2 separate regions of the Mus musculus genome follow, and region 2 is linked to region 1. The links are chromatin contacts, called in public HiChIP or PLAC-seq maps. All regions are on one chromosome and are shown on one strand. The core of a region is the stretch at or near the end of the contact, and the rest is flanking DNA. Distances in the headings are between cores, read along the strand shown. Region 1 overlaps Srl (sarcalumenin). Region 2 has its middle 6.8 kb from the start of D330022H12Rik.

Region 1 (5,074 bases), core at 591-3,090:
AAAGATTTATTTATTTATTATATGTAAGTATACTGTAGTTGTCTTCAGACACACCAGAAGAGGGTGTCAGATCTCGTTATGGATGGTTGTGAGCCACCATGTGGTTGCTGGGATTTGAACTCCAGATTTTTGGAAGAGCAGTCAGTGCTCTTAACCGCTGAGCCATCTCATCAGCCCCCTAGAGCAGCAGTTCTTAACCTGCAGCTTGAGACCCTTTGGGAGGTTGAAGGACCCTTTCACAAGGGTCACCTAAGAGTATAAGAAAACTCAGATACTTACAGTATGATTCACTACTAGCCAAATTATAGTCATAAAGTAACAACAAAAATAATTTTGTGGTTTGGGTCAGCATGGCATGAGGAGCTGTACTAAAGGATCTCAGCATTGGGAGAGCTGAGAAGCACTGGTCTAGAGGTTCCGAGAGTTGGTTCTCTCCAGGCAGTTCTTTTACTCCAGTTACCAGACTCTTGTGATGATGACGAGTGAGACATCAGATCTCATTAGTGACTACAAATTCCACCTTAGCTCTTTGTGCCTGGTGGCTGGAGAGAAGGAGCTCTGAGTAGAAAGGCCTTCTCTAGTCTCTTGACTGAATTCCCAGACCAAGGGGGTCCAAAGGATCAAGGTGAGGGGCAAGCCTTGCACCTCTTGTCCAAAGCTGACTCTGCTGTAGCCATTCAGTGTGTTTGGGTTTGACCAGGTGTCATTGCTCTTCCAGGAGATAATGACTGCCACAGCTAACATTCGTTTGATGTTCTTAAACATCATTACAGTGCTCCAAAGGGATCACCAAAGCAGGGTATTATGCTCTGCATTCTGTTAGTATGTCAAGGGACAGCCCGAGGTCATGTAGATGGTGAAACAGTGAAGTCCAGCGCCCAGGACTCTGGATTCCCAACTGCACTGAGAGATTGGTCTTTTCATGTTCAGCCTGTGAAGTGTGGCAAGGCAACACTAGGATTCAGGCCCAGATCAGGAAGGTGTTAGATCTACGTTCCAAGCTGGAGAACCAACCAGACTTCCTTTAGCCTCCTTAGATTAGGAAAGAGACGGGTCTGGTCTCACTGCCTCCTTCACTGCGAAGCCCCAGTGCCTCTGGAGGGAACGGACTCCCTTGGCTCCCACTTGGTCTTTCCTCCTAGCACTCAAGAATTAAATCCTCAGCCAGGCAGTGGTGGCACACGCCTTTAATCCCAGCACTTGGGAGGCAGAGGCAGGTGGATTTCTGAGTTCGAGGCCAGCCTGGTCTACAAAGTGAGTTCCGGGACAGCCAGGGCTATACAGAGAAACCCTGTCTCGAAAAAAAAAAAAAAGAATTAAATCCTCAATTCTATCAGGATCTTTCCATGTAGACCCCAGGGAGGTGCAATTTCTTCAGACTGGAAGGTGGGGAGACAGGGGAACCAGACTCTAGGCCCAGGCTTCCTCAGACTCCACCCTGCATCCGTTCTTCCTTCCTTGTCCTGGACTACTGGCTTAGTACTTCCAAAGTGAGGACATTATTCCCCACCGACTCTCGTGAGGATATTTATGCTGATCTCAGGAAAAGCAGCTTTCAATAAAGCATCTCTTCTATCAGTTCACTCTAGGCAGCAGGACTTAATCTCTTTTTGTTTATTTATTACAGGGTCTTATGTAGACCAGGCTGGCCTCAAACTCCAAGACCTTGAACTTTTGATCCTCTTGTTTCCACTTCCCAAGTACCTGAATGATAGGCATGTGCCACCACATTTGGTCTATGCAGTCCTGGGGATTGAACCTAGGGCTTTGTGTGTGCTGGGCCAGCACTCTACCATCTGAGCCACACTCCCAGCTAAGGACTGATGATGTCTTCCCCTAGAGATACTCATCTTTCAAAATGAGTGCGCAAGTCAGGTGTGGTAACACATCCTCTTAATACCATCACTTAGGCTAAAGCACAAAGACTGCTGTGGTTTGAGGCCAGGCTGAGTTAAATATAGTACCAAGCCACCCAGAACTATATAGCACAACCTTGGCTTAAAAAATCAATTAGCTGGGCAGTGCTGACAATGCCTTTGATCCCAGTACCTGGGAGGTACAGGAAGATCTCTGTGAGTTCCAGGACATCCAGGGTGATATAGATAAAGAAACCCTGTTACAAAAGACAACAAACAAAAAACCTCACAAAAACTCAAAAACCAATTGTCTGGGCCTGGTGATGTATGCCTGTGATCTTAGCACTTGGGAGATAGAGGCTTAGGATTCGGAGCTTAAGACCAGCCCTGGCCACATAATGAGTTTGAAGGCCACACCACACTATCTGAGAGCTTATTTCAAAGACAAATAAACAAAAATAAGAAACCCAACTAGCCAACTAATCACCCACAAACGAAAAATAAACAAACATCATTTACATTATGAATCCCCCTGGCATCTACCACAAGCCCTACATATCTGCCAATGGTTAGAGGATTTATAGCAATTTCTCTGTATATCTCTCAAACCAGATATTCATAGGAACTAGGTATGAGGTGGAAAACAAAATTATTATGTCAGTTCTGTGTACTTTATAGGTAAAAAGCAAGTGTGTTGAAGTCTTTGATCTTTTTCAAAGGGAGAAGATGTAGGTGGGCTAAGAATTCCTTGTTCTGAGGCAGAGGTGGTGGATCTCTGAGTTTGAACCAGTCTGGTCTACAAAATGAGTTCCAGAACAGCCACAACTACACAGAAAAAGCCTGTCTCAAAAAGTAAAAATTAAAAAAAAAGGGGGGGGGGAGGAAGAGAGGGAGAGGAGGAGGAGGAAGAGGAGGAAGTAGAATGAGCAGCAGCAGCAGCAGCAGCAGAAGTTTTAAGCCAAACATAGCTCTGTCATTGGCTAAGTGGAGGTAGGAGTGAAGATTTGGCTTGGACAGGGACAATTTAGACACTGCAGGGAGCTGGGTTCTAGAAGCCAATGACTCCTGTGGCCTCAAGGCAGGTGCTTTTTAGAGTTTTGCTTAGTGAAGTTAGATAAGTAGTTGGTCACTCAGATGATTCTCTGTAATAGCTGCCTTTGCTGCTGTGTCCCGTTCCTTCACCAAATCATTGAGGGACCAGAGTACTGCCTGGGATGAGCCATATTGGTGGGATTAGCCTTGACTTTAGAGACTTGGCCAGGAAGCCAAAGAAAACCACCACTGCCTCTTCTACTAGACCTCGTCTCCTTTGTCTGGAGGAAGGGTTAAAGGCCAAAGGATGGCTAGAGACTGGTTCTGGGTCCTGGGAGGATGTGGACAACCTTCCTCTGGCAGAAACTTCTCTGTTGAAACCCTAAATGGCATCAGCTGGCAGCCACATTGTTTGATAAAGTCTTTACCTGGAATGGTGAACAGTCACTCTGTAGAATAATGTAGAATAAATAAACAAATAAGTAAAATGAATACATTGATGAAGGCAGGAGAAGAGGCTGCTGGTCTGTGTCTGTCCAGCCCAGCAGTGTCCAGAGACAAGATGTGGAAGACGGGTCAGTGGAAGGCAGAGGGTGTGAGACAGAAGATAGAAAGAAAGAGGACAGCATCAGCATCGTGGGTTCTAATGTTTCCCTGGTCACTTTGGATTTACAACCCATGAGAAGCTGACATGTGAGCCAAGGACAGCTGGTGGGACTTGGAACTCCTGTATGCTCCAAGGCCAGCACGTCCTGATAAAGTGTAGAACCAGGAAAGACTTTTCCCTTGGCATCTTTATTACTATTGATGGCTCATTTGCATATGTGTATATGAGTCATGGTCAAAAGGAGGATTTAACATTGAGGGTCTCAGGCCTTGGTGTTATGTAGAATTGTCTTATAAAACACAGCTATCTATGGGCCCAACCCTAGAGCCTGGATTCAGTGCTTGAAAAGCTTTGCAGGTGTGGTCACAGCATTCTCAGGAAGAAGGCTGCATGGGTGGCTTATGAAACAGATATCTTATATTTCCTGTGTCTGCCTCCTCCTTTCAAGAGAGATTGATAAACCTTGCCTTTTCTACCTGAGAGGGCTGTGAGGACCCCCAGCTCTCTCAGAACCATGAGGGCCAGACAGGATCTCTCTCAGAACTTTGCACCCATGGATCAGACAAGTGAAGGACTGCTACCCAGAACAGAAAGGAAGAGCTCTGATTGCTGCTCTTCTTCTTTCCTCCCCAGTCTATAAACATTTGAGGGAGGCAAGGAACATGAAGGAGGCCTCATCTCTAGGCTATTTCATCTCCTTCTACTCTTAGCTACTTCCTGGAACCCAAGCAGGTAAACCTCGGAGATTCAGTGGGAACACTAGACTGAAGGCCACAGACCAGGGCTCTGTCCCGGCCTGACCTTGTCCTCTGGCCAGCCCTTAAGTCCCTCCCTTTCCAGTTGGGTTCATAAGGCCCTTGGAAACTCAACAGTTCTTCAAGTCCACAGAAGGCGCTGTGGGACAAAGGAGGGGTAGAGGAAGTAAAGTGAGGGTGCCTCTGGGGGGGGGGGGAAGAGAAGCCCAGCAGTATGTGGGAGCAACTGATGGCGTGAGGGTTGGTAAAGCAGCAAAAAGCTTAGATTCCTCAAGAGGGTTGATTGGGGGGGCGGTGCCCAGAAAGAGGTAGTAATGCTTATGCCAGGCTGTGCCTGAGTGTGAGTGAGCTGGGGCCCAGCACATCAGGTGCTTAGTCCTCCCATGGGCCTCTGGGGGATGAGCTGGAGGCTATTCATGTGCCTTGACGTCAGTGCTCAGGCCTGGCAGAGCTGAGGTGGCTGTGCTGGCAGGGGTTCATACAGTGTGAGACTTCACATCCTAGAGGGAATCACACGCTTTCCACTCAGCCCACCTGGGGTCCTCTGTGTCCCCTCATCCCTCTCCCCTTGGGCACCAACAGGGACTCTGGCAAGAAGCCAGGGAGGGAGAAAAGGAAGGACACCGGCCTTGGGTCTCAAGGAACTGAGCACCAGATGTGCTCCCCCAACAGACTCGGGTCCAGTGCTTCCTGAGTGTGAGACGCGGGAGCCCCAACAGGACAGCTGGCTTCATTGAAAGTCTTTCTGCCAGAGCAGTTAGTTTTAGCCTGAGAAGGAAGGTCATGGGGGCATCAGCCTCTCATTCCAAACTGTTTAGCAGACA
Region 2 (5,367 bases), core at 2,176-4,675, 83 kb before region 1:
TCAGCCTCCCAAGTGCTGAGGTCAAAGGCTTGTGACACTGTACCTGACTGATTATTAAATTATTATGTGTTTGTTTGCTGTTTATTGAAGGCCAACTATATGTGCTAGGATAGGCAGCCCCACCAAGGTTTTTTTTTTTTTTTATATAACTATTTATTTATTATATGTAAGTACACTGTAGCTGTCTTCAGACACTCGAGAAGAGAGCATCAGATTTTGTTACGGATGGTTGTGAGCCACCATGTGGTTGCTGGGATTTGAACTCTGAGCCATCTCTCCAGCCCCCCACCAAGGCTTTAAGGAGATCACTGAGTCTAGAGGAACCTCTTACTGTCATATCCCCAAAGGATTACTGCTCATGCTCACAGCAGCTCAGAGAGCGAGCGCCTTTACCATATAGGAGTTTAATGACTGGGTTCTTCAGTTAACATCCAGGGTTAGGGCCATAAAGACATCAGAGGCATAAGGAAGATTCTGTCTTTTCTGAGCTGGAAGCCCAGTGTAAATGATACAAAGCAACATAAGTGAGCCTTGAACTAGGAGTGGAGCTCAGAGGTAATGCATTTTCCTAGCATTGGGAAGACCCAATTCCAGGCCCAGCATCACCTGAAAGAATTGAAATGTTGGTGTAGAGGCATCCAGGTCAGAAGTTCAAGGTCATCCTAGGCTACACAATAATTTTGAGCCAGCCTGGCAAGTATAAAATTCTGTCTTAAAAATTAGGGGGCTGGAGAGATGGCTCAGCGGTTAAGAGCACTGACTGCTCTTCCAGAGGCCCTGAGTTCAATCCCCAGCAACCACATGGTGGCTCACAACCATCTGTAATGGGATCTGATGTCATGTCTGAAGACAGCAACAATGTACTCACACATAAAATAAATAAAAAATCTTTTAAGAAAAAATTAAAGATTTATTTAATTTATTTAATCTTGCTCCTCTCTTGCTGCTTCCCCTCCCCTCTCTCCCCATTTCCTTCCCTCCTCTCTCCCCATGCTCATGGCTGGCCTCTACTCCTCTACTCTCTTTCTCTGCCTCTACTACCCTCTTAACTCCCCTCCCCATGCCCTTAATAAACTCTATTCTATACTAAAAAAAAAGAAAAGAAAAAAGATCTTTGTGAGTTTGAAGCCAGCCTGGTCTACAAAGCAAGACTAGCACAGGCTTGTTGCACAGAGAAACCCTTTCTCAACAAACAAACACCCAAAACACAAAAACAACAACAGAAATTAAATAGGAGCTTGAGAGATGCTGGCTCAGTAATTAAGATTACTTGCTGCTCTTGCAGAAGTTCTGGGGTCTAAACCTGGCACCCACTTGATGTAGCCCAACTCAAGTTTCAGGGCACCAAGCATGCACATTGTGCACATACATACAAGCAGATAAAACCTATGATAAAATACACACGAGCTAGCCGGGCGTGGTGGCGCACGCCTTTAATCCTAGCACTTGGGAGGCAGAGGCAGGTGGATTTCTGAGTTTGAGGCCAGCCTGGTCTACAAAGTGAGCTCCAGGACAGCCAGGGTGATACAGAGAAACCCTGTCTCAAAACAAACAAACAAACAAACAAAAAAACCACATGAGCTGAATAATAAAAATGAACATAAATAAGAATGAGCTTTTAGGCTTATGGTGCAAAGCCAGGTGTAGTGAAATGGGCCTTTAATATTAACACTCACACGTAGCTAGATCTCTGTAAGCTTGAGACCTTAGGCTGAAAAAACAGGAGACAGCCAGGCAGTGGTGGAGAAAAAGGTGGCAGATAGATAGATAGATAGATAGATAGATAGATAGATAAATAGGTGGCAGATAGATAGATAGATAGACAGACAGACAGACAGACAGACAGATAGATAGATACATAGATACATAGATACATAGATATCTAAGCCTCACTCCCCACCTGTGGACCAGCAGTCTACTGGGATTCCTTGGGGCTACAGGAGGCTCAGCTGAAAGCTCAAGGAAAGACTTCCACAGGTGCAGCTGGAAAAGATAAGGAAACAAATGGTTTCTCTTGTTCTTAATGCTACAAGCCATGTTGGCAAGGCCTAGGTAGAAGGGGCAATAGGAGGAACAGAGCGGATGACTTATTAACCTTCTGTAATGGGTACTGTGAGCAGTGAGCAACACTCCAGCAATTTGTTGGTTGCTGCTGGCCCTGCTGAGTCTGCAGGGCTGGTGCTGCCTATGGGTGGAGTGTTTATTCTGGAAGTGGCCCTGGCTGTTCCTCATACCATTATCCAGGAGAAAAAGCAGGCCTAGAGTAAGAATTAAGACCTACCCTGGGCATGACTATACAGTGCCTGTAAGGCCAAGGAGAAAATGTCCAGGACACATACCCTTAACCCCTGGCTAAGTCTGGTAGACCCAGAACACACTCTCACTAAAGGCCCTGGATGCTCCAAGGGGAGAATAACACAGCAAGTGGCGCTATCCACAGTGGCTACTCCACCCTAGAAAAGGCCCTGGCTGGGATCTTTCAGCAGTCTGGCTTCGTGGACATGCAGCCCATGCAGTTACTGTGCTGGCACACTGAAGTGACAGCCGGTTGGAATGTCTGGCTGTCCCCAGCGCCTGCCTTTTTATTTTGCCTAAGAAGTCTGTCCTTGCATAAGAAACATTGGTGCTTTGGCTTCCCTGGGACTTAAACACTGAGACAAGTTGCCCCTTGGCTGCACACAGCAAGGCAGGAGGGCCTTACTGAAAGCCTTGGTTATGAAGGGATGGGAGGTCAAGCACCAGCTACCTGGAGGGCCACTGTGTTATCTCATCAAATCTCGGCTGTCCTTGAACTTCTTGTGTGAGAACACTGTATATCAGTGAAATAGTGAACTTTTAAAATTTAATTGTTGATTTCTTGTTGGGTGGTTTAAAAGGTAGTTCATATAGCGGGTACGGGGCCTGACAAGAAAGGAAAATACAACCAAAGGTCTAGCTCAGTTGTAGAATGCTGGCCTAGCATGCTTGAGGTACTGAGTTTGAAACCCCTCTCCTGAATAAAGAAAAGACTAATTACAGGCAGCAACACAACTAGCAGCGGGTCTGCCCAGCGTTTTCTCTGTCCTTTCCCAGGGGAGAGGTGCAATCCTTTCCTTAGCCTCTTTGCTCCTTCCCTCGCAAGGAGGAGACCCCACAGACACACCCTGGGGCAGGGAGGAGCGGCCGCGACACATTTTTGAGTCGTGACCAAGTGGAAACTCCCTCCCCAAAGCGGAAGCCGGGGGCGCCCCGCTGGGGCTGGAGCCTCCGCGGAGGCGGGAATCCCAGGCCGGGGGCGGGGCACTGAGGGCGAGCCGGGCCCCGCCCCCACCGGCTCATAAATATGAATGAGGCGACTGGGCGCGGAAGTGTTAGCATATCCCAGCCCTGCTAGCTCCGCCCCACACAGAGAGCCTGCAGCTGGGGGCGTTGGCTAGCCTCGGGCGTCCCGCCCCTCCGGCCGGTAAGAGGCCTCCTTCCGGCCGGGAGCGCCCGAGAGCTGACCTCTTGTGTGTTCTCCACTGCCTGTCGCGGGGAGGAGCTCGCGGCAGTCCGTAGGTGTGGCTAAGCTTTGTCCCGCGGTCCTCTTCCACTCTGTCCCTGTCCGCCCCCCTCACGCAAGTCTGACTTGCAGGAGAGGCCATAGGGATTCCTTCTTTCGGCTCCAGCGTAAAAAGTAGAACAGCCCTGGGGCTTTGGTTCCAGTTCCAATGGACCACCGCCCAAAAAAATACAACCAGTAGGCTGGCAGAAACAAGACAGAAACGGAAGAGTAGCTGAGAAGGTGACTTAAGGAAGGAGCTTAGAGATGTAGCTCAGTAGTAAAGTACTGCCCAGCATCACATAAAACCAGGGCTGGCCTCGCGCGTACCTGTAATCCCAGCTCTCTAGAGGCAGGAGCACCAGGATTCAAGGTCTCGGCTGTGTAGCGATTTTGAGGGCAACGTGAACCACTTGAAATCCTGTCCAAAAAGACCCGAAGGAAGCAGGGGAACAGACCACCTGAATGCATTTGGTCGAAAGTGCTGCCTGGTGTGGCTGGAGTGCAGAAAGAGAATGGACTTATGATGCAAAGGCTTATTGTTTTGAGCAGGTGATAAGTGTTTTATGGGTTTTGGTTTGTTTGGTTTTTGTTTTGTTTTATCAAGACAGCTGGAAGTGAGTGCTCTCTCTTGTTATCTGGAAGGAAATCAGGCTCAGGAAGATTAAGTTAGTTGCCTGAGGTCACGTAGCTTTATAGGTAGATATCATCCGGGATTGAGACTGATGGCTGACATCACTGCCTGAACCTGCTGTGGAGACCAGACTTAGATGACCTCAACCAGAGAGAGACCCTCTAGTCCTCCCTTCCCACTCTCAATGCTAGGGCTAGGAGCAGAGACTGACCTATCCCCAGAGATGAAAGATGAGCAGGCACTGCTTCTGTGGACCTGTCCCAGTAAAGGGCACCCTACACAGAATAAGGGTGTGGCTAAGCCATTGTACTGGCTAGTTTTGTGTCAACTTGACACAGCTGGAGTTATCACAGAGAAAGGAGCTTCAGTTGAGGAAATGCCTCCATGAGATCTAACTGTAAGGCATTTTCTCAATTAGTGATCAAGGGGGAAAGGCCCCTTGTGGGTGGGACCATCTCTGGGCTGGTAGTCTTGGTTCTATAAGAGAGCAGGCTGAGCAAGCCAGGGGAAGCAAGCCAGTAAAGAACATCCCTCCATGGCCTCTGCATCAGCTCCTGCTTCCTGACCTGTTTGAGTTCCAGTCCTGACTTCTTCAGTGATGAACAGCAATGTGGAACTGTAAGCTGAATAAACCCTTTCCTCCCCAATTTGCTTCTTGATCATGATGTTGTACAGGAATAGAAACCCTGACTAAAACAGCCATCATAGATATCTTCTTCTGGAAGATGCTTTTATTGTCTGGAAAGAGCTGTCACCTCTCCAGGGTATGCAGTCAGGTAAAAGTAGCTTTAGGGAGGGAGGGAAGAAGAGTGGGAGTGGGGAAGTGGCGGGGACACTAGGGGCTAGAGGGATGGATGGATGGTTAAGAGTTCTGTCTGGGGCTGGTGAGATGGCTCAGTGGGTAAGAGCACCCGACTGCTCTTCCGAAGGTCCAGCGTTCAAATCCCAGCAACCACATGGTGGCTCACAACCATCCGCAACAAGATCTGACTCCCTCTTCTGGAGTATCTGAAGACAGCTACAGTGTACTTACATATATTAATAAAATAAATCTTAAAAAAAAAAAAAGAGTTCTGTCTGCTTGCCGGACGGTGGTGGTGTATGCCTTTAATACCAGCACTTGGGAGGCAGAGGCAGGTGGATTTCTGAGTTCGAGGCCAGCCTGGTCTACAGAGTGAGTTCCAGGACAGCCAGGGCTACACAGAGAAACCCT

The links. HiChIP or PLAC-seq counts read pairs in DNA pulled down with a chosen protein or histone mark.
Region 2: a contact with region 1 is called in a BATF HiChIP or PLAC-seq map of CD8 T cells, with 5 read pairs. The contact joins two enhancer-like sites. A contact is called at or near these places in 5 of 39 promoter capture datasets (HPC-7-derived erythroid cells, cranial neural crest, liver and 2 more), 2 of 484 Hi-C or Micro-C datasets (olfactory sensory neurons and trophoblast stem cells), 4 of 115 datasets of contacts at active chromatin or transcription factors (CD8 T cells, embryonic stem cells and microglia) and 2 of 9 other capture datasets (adipose tissue and liver).

Annotation. Positions count from the first base shown.
Region 1 is chr16:4,500,412-4,505,485 of GRCm38.p6, reverse strand. All of the region lies in intron 1 of Srl (sarcalumenin), which reads left to right. Among named protein-coding and RNA genes, the nearest start is that of Srl, 20 kb to the left of the region's middle. Within about 2 kb of position 1,840, at least 25 of the 459 cell types and tissues checked have an H3K27ac peak or open chromatin away from gene starts, as enhancers often do. A contact at or near this core is called in CD8 T cells, where this site is marked.
Region 2 is chr16:4,584,794-4,590,160 of GRCm38.p6, reverse strand. No RefSeq gene overlaps it. Among named protein-coding and RNA genes, the nearest start is that of D330022H12Rik, 6.8 kb to the left of the region's middle. Within about 2 kb of position 3,425, at least 277 of the 459 cell types and tissues checked have an H3K27ac peak or open chromatin away from gene starts, as enhancers often do. A contact at or near this core is called in CD8 T cells, where this site is marked.